Linked DNA regions of Zea mays: region 2 is linked to region 1. The links are chromatin contacts, called in public Hi-C maps. All regions are on one chromosome and are shown on one strand. The core of a region is the stretch at or near the end of the contact, and the rest is flanking DNA. Distances in the headings are between cores, read along the strand shown.

Region 1 (6,028 bases), core at 1,833-4,332:
CTTCGGTTCAGTTAGTTCGGTTTCGATTCTCGGTTATTTCGGTTCGGCTCCTCGGTTCCGGTTCTTTTTGCCTGGGCCTAGGCCCGTTTACCTCTAAGCCCGTCAAGCCCTTTTTTTTGCACTAAACCGTGCTTTCCGGCTCGCTTATCCCGTTTTTCGGCCCGCTTTTTCTGTGTTTACCGGGCCAGGCCGGCTCGTTTAGGCCTGCAGCAGGCCGGAGTCGGACAGGAAAACGAGCCCGCGGACTTAGATGTCCTGACCCGGTTTTCTAACCGTGCCTAGCGGGCCAAGCTCAAAACGGACCGGGCCAGGCGGCCCGTTTGGCCATCTCTACCTCTGATCGAGTGTAGATGATATCTACCCAACGCACACTTGAAGCTGAGGCCGGCAGCCCGGCACTGCTACCGTACCGAGGGCCTCAACAGCATGCAGCTGCATCTGATAACCCGGTAGCCCAGCCGGCTGTCCCAGGCACGATTGATTTTGGAAAGAGGACAAATTCGTTGTTCCGCATGGCTGTGACTAGGAGATAACGTGAAAAATTGAGCTAAGTAGGAACTTATGGCAGTAGAATCAAAGTGCACAACTGCACATCTTCCAGATGTCAATTTTGCAGTCATTCCAATGTTGAAGTCCCCAAGCACGCTCTTTAGAATGGCAAATAGCCAATTTTCTCCAAGTCACGCGAGTACCAAGCATTCAGACACACTCACTCACCACGAACCATCCGACACACCCACGCACGCATGATGCACCGACCTACACAAGGGACCAGAGGTGAAAGGAGCAACAAACTCACCACGGTAATGCCGCCGTGGACAGCCGCGTGAGCCGCCTGCAACGCCGTCTCGCTGCTGCAAGGGGTTCGAAACCAAGAAGGAACATATAAGTTGACCAGCGAGTCGTTTCCGCTTTGGCGAGGACTGTCGCCGAACACGTAGCGGTCTAGAGGGACTCGAGGAGCGGCGAGAGGCCCTTACTCTTGCGCGCGGAGGCACGCGATGACGCGCGAGCGCAGTATGGCGGCGAGCGCTCTCGGGGGTGGCCGCGGCGCGGCGGTGGGCGGCGCCGAGGCTCGCCGTCGCCGGCGGGCTGGGGTGGTGGTGGGGAGGGGAAGCTGGGAGGCGGCAACGCGCATTATCGGGCGGCAAAAAGAGCTGCAGATAAGAACCACTGCAGACACTGACACACCGCTGCTTTCTTTTGCGAGAATTTTGCGCGGCGTAAACAGTTAAACACACGAGCTCAAAACGTGAGCTGCGTTGTGCTTGGGCCTGGGGCCTTAAAACGTCAAGTCATATGTTTGATTGCAATAATAGGATAAGACAAAGATGAGACGATTCTTCAAATAAATTTGTTTGATTAAAAGGTTGGGACAGAATTATTAAAATGTTGTTTCAGTTATCTCTTAAAAATTGGAGGGACGATAAAGAACGTCAGGACATCCTGCTGTCGCGCAAAGATGCGTTCGGTTTCAGGACAACAGCGTTTCAATTTTAAGGCTGTGCTAATCTTTAACTCTGACCAAACAAGGTATCGTTCCATTCTACAACCAAACGCAGTCTACCTCGCCGTCGCGGTGCTGACCGAGTTGGCCGCCATCGTCCTCGCGAACGACACGTGCCGTAGCCCAGCTCCCGTGCCAAGGTTGCGTTCGTCGTCTTCTCCAGCCGTGGCCACCTCTACGAGAGTGCGAGTACGCCGCGAGGAGGACGAGGTGGTGGTCGTCGCCGCCGCGGAGGAGAAGCACAGGCACGATGGCCGCATCGAGCGGGGCCGCAGGCGGCGGAGCACAGCGGCTGCAGTGCGCTCCATCCCCGTCGGCGGGCGCGGCAGTGGCACCCCTCCCGGGAGCACGAGCTACGACAGCTTGAGCCCCGCCCTCCACCGCGCGTGCGAAGTCCTCCATGGCAGACGCCGGCGGCGGAGCGATCCATGGCGCGAGGAGAGAGGAGAGCAAGTTTATTATACGGCATGAGGCAACAGTTAGGGAAATTGATCATTTTTCATCTTATTAAGGCCCTATTTAGGAGAGCTTCACTTCAAAAACTTCAGCTTTGGTTTCCAGTTTTACTATAAAACAGCTCCAGCAAATTGTTAAGGTGAGTTCCAGGAGCGTTTGGTTTGTATATGGACTCCAACTTCTATAGTACAATTGATTTGTGTGGGTTTCCTTGATTACTCTTGATGATTAGTGGGTTGTCGCCAGATAAAACGGAAATTGTATGTTGCGTAACCAGTGGCATGGTGGGTAATTTTCGTACAGCTTCATGAGGAGATATAAAAACAGTGTTTTTGAAGCACCCTCTATGGAGCTTCATGAATTTCATGAAACGGGCCTCTAGTTTCGATTTTTTTTAAAACTAAAGCTCGTGGAGCTGGACCTGTTTGGGTTGAAGAAGTTCGAACAAAATTGAAATTCTTGAAGTGAAGCTCTCCCAAACAGAACCTAAACAACAAAATGCATTTTAGCGTTTAGACCGAGTTTGATAATGGCACTGAACTGGATTGGTATAATTCTAAATTTTGTTTGTGGAACGATGGTTAAAAATGGCATAGTGGCGAAACCTAATTTTATGATGGCATTTGGGCGAAGCCCGTATTTGATAATGGCGAATGGGCAAATAACTATAGATGGTCAATAAGCACGAGGTATGCGAGCCCGACACGAAGTCCGCTATTTGGGCCCGATTTGAGCCCGACACGGCTCAGTTATATAGGGTCTGGGCTGGCCCGGCACGAATAAGCGGACCAGGCTCGGACAGGAAACTAGATACGGTAGGCTAGTCCGGCATGACCTGTTTACCTCTAAGCCCGCTTTTTTGCACTAAAACGTACTTATCGGCCCGCTTTCGCCCCGTTTTTTCGTGCTCGACCCGTTTAGACCCGCTGTGGGCCGGACTCGGACAAGAAATCGAGCTCGCGGACTTAGACGGTCTGGCCCATTTTCCCAACCGTGTCTAGCGAGCCTGGCTTCATCGGGCCCGGGCCTGGACCGGGCCTGGCCGGGCGGCCCGTTTGGCTATGTCTACAAATAACTCCCTTGCCCTCCTCTCTTTCTTCCTCCCCGCTCCCCACCCCCTCAAACCCGAAAGGAACCCTAATCCTAGCCGCACGCGGGAGGCAGCTAAGAGAGCTTGAAGCACCAGCCATGGCGGACCACGACCTCACGGCGCTGATGGCGGCGCAGCTGGACCGGCACCTGGTCTTCCCGCTGCTGGAGTTCCTCCAGGAGCGGCAGCTCTACTCGAGGCCGGAGATCCTGGAGGCCAAGATCCGCCTCCTCAGCGGCACCAACATGGTCGACTACGCCATGGACATCCACAAGTCCCTCCACGGCACCGATGACGTTCCCGAGGACATGGTCAAGCGCCGCTCCGAGGTCGTCTCCAGGCTCAGGTCGCTCGACGAGGCCGCAGCCCCGCTCGTCGCCTTCCTCCAGAACCCGCAGCTCGTGCAGGAGCTCAGGCCCGACAAACAGTACAACATCCACATGCTCCAGGAGAGATACCAGGTCTGCTTCTGCCTTGTTTTTGTTAAAGATATATATATGCGTGCTTTATTTAGTTAGGTTGGTGGAATTCCGTGTTTTGGAGCGTTTTCAGACGTTGTTACGAAGCTATGGATTTGTGTGTCACTAAAAATCCTGAAACGGATTTGCTCATATAGTGAATCGATCTTACCGTTGCTAAATGTGGTTACATATATCATTATCATACAAGTGATTTGGTCCTAGTTCTGCAGTATGTTGTCATGTTGTGAGGAATCTTGAATTGGCTGACTGCTGACTTTAGCTCCCACATTAAGGATCACATAAGTACATTGTGAGATATGCTTTATTTGGTACTATGCATAATTCAGTATGTTATATGTATTCTAGCAGGTGTCCTAAAATCTAGACATGTAATTCTTCCTAGGATCGTAGTTGATTTCCTTGTATCGTATAGTCCAAAAAGTGCTTTCAAATTGAGCCTAGTTGAAGTCTATGTTCTTTCAACTCTGCAGTAAGGGACAATTCAGAGTCAGAGTTTTTGCCGCTGGAGCACTGTCGAGAAAGCACAGTGCACATTAACTAAGATCAAAATTCAGATGGAATGTTGAAGCTGTGCACTTTTATTGTTATAGCCTCTTCTGTGCTAAATGCTAACGAACTAAATCCTTGTTTAACAATGCAGATTGGTCCTGACCAGATTGAAGCTCTGTATCAGTATGCCAAATTTCAGTTTGAGTGTGGTAACTACTCCTGGGCTGCTGAGTACCTGTACCAGTATCGTGCTTTGTGCACAGATACTGAGCGAAGTGTGAGTGCCCTCTGGGGAAAGCTAGCAGCAGAAATCCTAATGCAGAACTGGGATGTGGCTTTGGAGGAATTCAACCGCTTGAAGGAAATAATTGATTCAAAGGTTCTACCATCAATGTTTCGTAGTGTGTTCTTTGCTCTTTGTATATGTTATATTAGTAACCTTGTTCCTTCCTTATCTTTTGGCAGAACTTCTCATCACCTCTGAATCAGCTCCAGAACAGGATATGGCTGATGCATTGGGCTCTGTTCATCTTCTTTAACCATGAAAATGGTAGAAATGGGATCATTGATCTGTTCTTCCAGGACAGGTTTGTCTGTTAAAATCTCAAGACTCGTCGTATGCTGACATAAAATTATGATTTGTGATTTGTAGCATTCTGGCAATAGTAGTTTAGGAAGCAACAACTTATTATCAACAGTTCTCAAGATATTAAAATATACTTCCACATTTCCTTATTTTTGTTTAGATGCACATTGATATTTCGATTCAATAATTAGTGAATAGTGAATGCTTTATTTCAGTTGGAGTTCTTCCTCATAAATGTATTAGGTGGTATACATGGAAGTCTAAAACTACACTGTTTTCCACTAGTAGGTTTTTATAATCGTTTCTTTCTCCAGAAAAAAAAAACTGAGTTTGATTCAGATTCAATTTTTTTATAACTGTAATCCAGTATGATGTCACTACTATTTTTTGTCTTTGAATTGATGTTTAATGTTATAAATGTTCAGAATATACCAGTAAATTTGCATACTCATTTGTTTCCCTTGCAGGTACTTGAATGCTATACAGACAAATGCTCACCATCTTCTGAGATACCTAGCTACTGCAGTTGTTGTTAACAAAAGGAGAAGGAATATGCTTAAAGAGTTGATTAAGGTCATTCAGCAGGAGCAGCATAGCTACAAGGATCCCATAACTGAGTTTCTGCAATGCTTATATGTCAACTATGATTTTGATGGTGCTCAACAGAAACTCGTGGAGTGTGAGCAGGTAACTTCGAGGCTGCTTTCTGCAATCTTCAAGGCCTGAAATTTGTTAAACTTCCCACGTGTGTGCTTCTTGAAATATGGAAAACCTTGAACGGCGAAGTTTTTTTTCAAAATGTACCTTATGTAAAATGATCCTTAACCATCAATTGTTTAAATGTTGCCCAGTAAAATGGTTTATTCTTGATGATCCAAAGTTTACCTATTTTTTGGATGTGTCATATGCATCAGGGATGTCATCCTGCGGAATCTGTATAATAATAGCCTATTTATAGGGAAGCTTAAATGAGCTAAGGGTTTTAGGTCTCACAACATGCTTGAATCTAATTCCGCATTGGACTTTGCTGTGACAATAGCATTATCCTCCATTCCTCCCAAAAATCAGCAATAATAATTGTTATATGCTATAAAGTTGTTAATGTACATTATCATGTTCTAATGTCTACTTTTCTAGGTTATACTGAATGATCCTTTCCTGGGCAAGCGCGTTGAAGAGGGAAATTTTGTCACTGTTCCTTTGAGAGCTGAGTTCCTTGAAAATGCCCGACTGTTTATTTTCGAGACATACTGCCGTATCCATCGGTGCATTGATATCAGGTGGGTGTTTATGACTCTACGCACTGCAATGGGTGGAAATTTTTCTCTTTCTGCAACAATTTAGTGGATGACATGTTTTTTGTCACTACTCCCTCCAGGTCCAAGTTATAAGTCTTTTAGGACAAGAGATGGTCTTCA
Region 2 (6,028 bases), core at 2,420-4,919, 510 kb before region 1:
ACTTTAAAAACATTAAATATATAAAAATCATCTAAGAATGAACTGATTGTTTTGCAATTCCAATTATCAGGTATCACTTACATCATTAGCCAGAAGAGATCTACAAGCAAAAGATTTAAGTCGTGGTGACTGGCCCGCGGATGTTGAACCACTGTCATTACTACCACTTTGTTTATCACCCTGCAAACAGAGGATTCTTTTTGTAAATTAACATACTACAGCCTTGTACTTGTTGCAACATTGACAAGAGTTGCAGCATTGATAAATGACTTAAAGAGTGTTGCATCCTAGACGAGCCATTTGTCCCATTTGTATGGAGGACTACAAAAATATCCTCATGCAAAGTGCACACAGTATATTTACCATTGAAGCAGAACTTAACATCTTCAACCTGGGCAAATGCATTTTACAGAAAAAAAAACCTCAAAATCGGCATTGTGCTTGCACTAAGCTAAATAAGAATGCAACCAAAATCTTGATGGAAATGAGAATAGAGAATTACAAATGAATTAGTATAAATCAGAGAGAATGTGCAGTCTATTGTGTGAGAATTTGTGATATTCTTAAGTTTGATCCAGTCAAGGTAAATATTTACAGTTTAGTACACACCATAATGATCACATATAAATAAACGAAAAAATTTATGCATCACATACTTCCTCCAATCACAAATATAAGTCCATTAATACATTAAGACAGTCTCAAATATGACACTATTACAAGCAATATCTGTAAAAAAATACATTACCTTAAATGAAAAGAGATATATAAAAGTATTTTTCATAATGAATCTATTAATTTCGATCTTGCATTGCTATTCTATACAAAAATTCACATATTGACCATCAAAGTTAAAGAAAAGTTTGACTTAAGAGAAAGGATATACGGATTCATATTTACAATCAGAGAAAGTAACTAAGATAATATGCTGCTTTTTTATAGCTTCTGTACCAGGGAAATAACTGGAATAGCCAATAAAGTTTTCCCATGTTACTCCACATCAACTGTACTTACAAAATCAGTGAACTATACACAGTTAATTCTCACGAACCTGAGTACTGCATAAACTTCAAATTCCATATGACAGCTGAAAAGGTCCACGTTTTCGAAGCATTCCAAAGGTATAGTTCAAACATGTATTTATCTAATTTTACTTTGATGCAAACGTCTTCATAGAAAAAAGAGCTACTTAGAAAAAGTGAAATTAAGTAGGTCAGTATTTCCAGAATAATTGAATAGATACTTTATACTCTCAACTATCTCGTTGGTACTTCAGTCAAACAAACACATCAGAAAATGTACACTAAAGATTTTGCTATGTGATACAGTGAGCTGATAGCACATTCAGATTCTTAAATTATTTGTCACAGATTGAAGGTAGGTGGTCTAGACAAGACAAATTTATTGAGATAGAAAGAAACACAAAATGGACAGAGGTATTTGGTCATCCTATTCTTTCCCCTAATATGTTAAACATTGAATTTGAATGAAAAGAACAGTGTGCCAGAAACTAGAAGGTAATACCTGATGATTGCATGCATTGTTTCGAACATCCTCGAACAGTGACGAGTAGTAAGAAGGATCATAGATTGAACCCCCTAATATATCATCTGCCATGGAATTCCGTCTAACTGAATCAGATCTAGGGCTCAAGAAACTAGTTCTTGCTTCATGGTTGGTTTCAAAATATGTTGGCGTGGTGAAAGAAGGCCCTAATCTATACATCTGAATCCATAAGAACGAAGACAAAAACCTGACTGAAAACCCAATGATTTGCATCCACAATGCAAGTCTGAGTGAGAAAACAAACAGTTGACCATACTTATCATCAGGATTAATAGTCCTGTATAATTAGAAGACAAAGTTAGAAAACAGACTGACACTAGAAGAATGTTGGCAACTTGGCATGCCTAAAAAGAATTGTACAAGCAAATTTCTCTACACTTGTCCAATAGAACACATATGCACTTCCCAGTCAGGCAGTCACAATAAGTAATGCTTTTGATGTTGATACATGATGCCAAACTCATAGCTAGCCATTAATCGATACTGTAGCAACATTATTAAACTTTGCACAATTAGTGAGATAAATCTATACATAATATTTTGTAAGTATAAACTAAATCTGTTCCTAACTATATGAAAGCAATGGTTAGAATATATGATCACGCACATACTAAAACTTCACTTGATGGAGTACCAAAGAACTCGTGCTCCAAAGTTCTAAGTTTCAAATAATCATAGTAATGACTCTAGTGAGATAATAGAAGTCGAGACCCAAATAGGTAGCCGTTGCATGATAAGTCATTGGCAGATCAATTATTATAGTCTTGAAAAAAAATAATTATGCTATGGTGAAAGATGAATAAATAAACCCACTCAAAAAATCAGTCAATTATAACCATACAAGTATAGAGATTATCACATCCATTTCTAGGTGCCAGATTCACAATGTACCAAATGAAAAAAAAAACTGGGGTAAATAAGCTGAAAGATGGTGGCTGCCGAAGACATACCAGATAGCATGTGAGAAGAGTATAAACCAAGCAACGTCAAGGACGACAGCAAAGAAGAGAAGGACAGCATATGTCCGACCAAGTCTCTGGCTACTGCTCTCAATTGCAACAACAGCAAATAGACCAATCACCAGGTTGATCACAAGAACCCCATTGAACAATGCCCCAAGTGATCCGATCAGTGCACAACCAATCTAAAACAAAAAAAAATGATGAAGCAATTATGAGTATGAATACCACAACTTCGTTAAATTCAAATGGATGAGGTCCATTTCAACATTATAAGAATTGAAGTCACATTATGATCAAGACAACCAAACAAAAAACAAGAACTCAGCGGAGCTAACTATGTAAAACGCTAAACATACCCAAGCATCATCACATTGTAAACCGACCGGTTTCCCTTAACTGTTTCACCAACTTGATAGCTAATTCAACATAATCATGTCTAAGGGATACCTTATGCGTTATCTCTAAACGTAACTGGGAACCTTGAAGCTTCATCCAGAAGCCTACTAGGTCGAAACCCAAGCATCAAGCGATCTCACGCCTAAAAGAGAAAATAAGAGCCCTCTCTGGACTGCATTCAACCAAACTACAATTCCCCGTCGCATTCAACGATTAGAATTACTGATAAAATTGGGGCAGCCAAAATAACGCCCCCTGCGGTAGGAAACACTAGAGCGCGCTCAAACCTGACACCATGACCAGGTTTCACATCACACGCGCTAATAGCAGGAGCGGCAGCGAGCACACGAGCAAAAGTAAGCCGCGGAATGGGCCAGGCCGATCCGGCCAACGGAGGCGACAGGGCAGGGGAATGCGCACCTGGAGGTAGATGAGTACGAGGGCGAGGGACTGGAGCGCGTCGTAGTCGCGGAGGAAGGAGCGCAGCCGTGGGCCGACTCCGAGCAGCGACGGCGGGCAGCAGGGCATCCCGACCCCAGGCGAGCCCGGGCGGGCGGGGGTGCCGGAGCCTGGCGGCCTCTAAACGGTGCGCTCGGGGCAGGGCGGCGAGAAGGAATACGAGAGGGGGGTTCGCCGCAGATTCGCGTCGTGAGGGCGGGGTGGAGGCGGTGGTGGAGAATCTGCCCTCCGGCCTCCGGCGGATGGTTTTCCTGTTATTACTAATCGAGGGAGTTGAGTGTGAACGGTGAAAGGGGCGTGATGTGTGGGCGCTAATCGGGGCTTTTCTCTGATTTGTTGAGGAAGTTATTTTCCTTTTCCTTTTTTTGGTTTCTTTTCCTGATTTGATTTGAGATGTTTATTTACACGGGCACAAAACTTTTGTGAGTTCTCTAATATCCAATTTGGAACACGCAATTGAGAATTGGAAACAAATTTTCTAGTAAATTATATTGTTTGGTTGTATATGGGATTGAAATTTGGAATCGGGGACCAAACAATAACTGAAAGCTTCCTCTCTTAGAACATAGCATCACCCCGCTGTATTGTGTTGAATTATACCGTACAATTCCAAACTTCAATCAAATAACATCCAAACAATAGAAATAAAATTGCATCTCATTTTAATGTCATGACAGAATTGATATTGAGATCAGTTCAATTCCATGCCCTTCAATATTGATATCCAAACAGAGTATAAGGGCTAGTTTGGGACCTCAAATCTTATTTCAATATTGGAGAAAACTGAGGAGAAATGAACTAATTTTACCCTCAATCTCCTCTAATTTCGAAGGAAAATTGAGTTTCCAAACTAGCCTAAGAGCGTCTCCAATAAAGTGACTCAAAATAGTACCCTAAAATTAAAATACTACAACATTCAAAGTGTTTAGAGCACTAAAAACAAATTGCGCTCCAATAGTTAAGTCCTTATTCATTTATTTTTAGAAGTGAATTATATTATTAGTAAAGAAAATATTGAGAATGATGTAGAAAATAAAGATAGGGCACTAGTGTGGGGTGTAGAATAGTCACTTCATCGAGTGCACTATTTTTTGACAAAAATGTAAAATAGGGTTGTCGTGGTTTCGGTAACCGGGGACACAGTAGAATTTGTGTTTGGTGGGGGAGGCTAGTGCAGACTCACTTCGAGTGGTAAAACAAGTGACTCGAGAGGTTTTTATACTGATTCAGGCTCGCGCTCTACGTCTTGTATAGTGTTGATAGTTGTATGCTCTTGAAAACGTGTTACAAAGGGTGCAAGTGTGAGAATGAGAGAGAATGCTCCTACCTCTTCTTTATTGCCTTGTTAACATACAGTCGTGCCCTTTTATAGTTCAAGAGGGCTTACAAAGAGATGGGTGGTCTAAAGTAAAGCGGAGCCTGTTATCTATATGGGTTCTTCTAACGTAGCTTCCCTGATGTCGCCTTCTTACACGTGCATAAGCGCACGATCGATATGGCGGGTTGCTCTTTCACGTCCCGTTTGTGGGCTACCGTAGAGACTTTGTTGTTGAGGCTCTCTGTGTGGAACTCGGTTGGTCCCATGTTGCAGGGTTGGGGAATGTTAACGGCCATACATGATGACACCTCGTACCATTGGTTGAGACTCTCCGAAACTCCCCTAGCGTGTCGTGGTGTCAGTCAGGGTGGTATTTGGGGGCAACGTATCTTATCGTGGCTGGTGTGGGTCAATAGTGTCTACCTCGTTTTTCACGCTAATCGGGTACAAACGTGCGCCTGTTAGACGCGTGACGGGGGTCGTGGAGCTGGGGCCCACAAACGTACTGCCCCGAAGTGGATCTTCACGTTTAAGCCACGCTTAGTTGCTCGGCGGGAGATGGTTGGATCGTCCGCCTCGCAGAGTTGCTCGCGCGGAGATGGTCGGCATGCCCGCCTCGCTCAGTTGCTTGGCAGGAGCTGACCGGCCTACCTGGCTCGCTCAATTGCTCGACGGGGTGCTAGTCGGTTTCATTCTTGTCGCTTCTTGCCTGGATGGAGGCAAGAATAACCAGAACTAAACGTCTAAGTGAACTTAGCTCTTTTGGTTTGCTTCTAGGTTCTATCTTTGACACTTCTTCTCTTTCTAGTGACCTTGTCCTACTGCTTGAGCTTGATCTTGAGCCTTATGACTTACACCACATAACCATATACATAACCTCATTGGTTGTAAGTCATGTACTTAAGTTGTGATCCTCGATGCACCACAACTATTCTTAACTCGATTAACCTTGACTTTGCAATTATTTTTCTTCACCCCTGACTTTAGGTATCACGGTCTCCTTGACCTTCTCCCGGACACTTGGTACCTCGAAGTTTGAAGTTCTTCTTACCTCCATCCTTGGCTTGACCAGTTGTCTCCAAGTTATGCACACCAAGTTCCACATAAGCAATGTTCATGCTTCAACTTAACTTGTGATGTCCATTATCCATAGTCATTTCAGTCTTTGTACCATCACACTTGATCTTCTATGTTGAATTTTATGAGATTTACACTAAACACCTGTTCAACACTTAATATAACTGACAACCCTTTAATTATGTCGTTATCTAAACCACCAAAATCTACAAGGGAGCTTTCATCCGCCATCTGCTTTAGATACACAACA

Evidence for each region. Hi-C and Micro-C count contacts between places; a contact is called where the count stands out from the background.
Region 2: a contact with region 1 is called in a Hi-C map of leaf, with 6 times the contacts expected there. The contact joins the promoter of LOC100273346 here to the promoter of LOC100193141 in region 1. A contact is called at or near these places in 2 of 25 Hi-C or Micro-C datasets (leaf and tassel).

Annotation. Positions count from the first base shown.
Region 1 is chr7:20,412,141-20,418,168 of Zm-B73-REFERENCE-NAM-5.0, reverse strand. LOC100193141 reads left to right here and starts at 3,082. Exons shown (of 7, transcript NM_001138299.1): 1 at 3,082-3,514; 2 at 4,176-4,403; 3 at 4,490-4,611; 4 at 5,078-5,297; 5 at 5,748-5,890. The coding sequence starts at 3,152. It overlaps LOC100284118 (KHG/KDPG aldolase), which reads right to left and starts at 1,194. Exons shown (of 9, transcript NM_001157015.1): 1 at 981-1,194; 2 at 800-854. The coding sequence starts at 1,138.
Region 2 is chr7:20,918,780-20,924,807 of Zm-B73-REFERENCE-NAM-5.0, reverse strand. It overlaps LOC100273346, which reads right to left and starts at 3,669. Exons shown (of 5, transcript NM_001147787.1): 1 at 3,345-3,669; 2 at 2,517-2,710; 3 at 1,525-1,843; 4 at 82-180. The coding sequence starts at 3,452.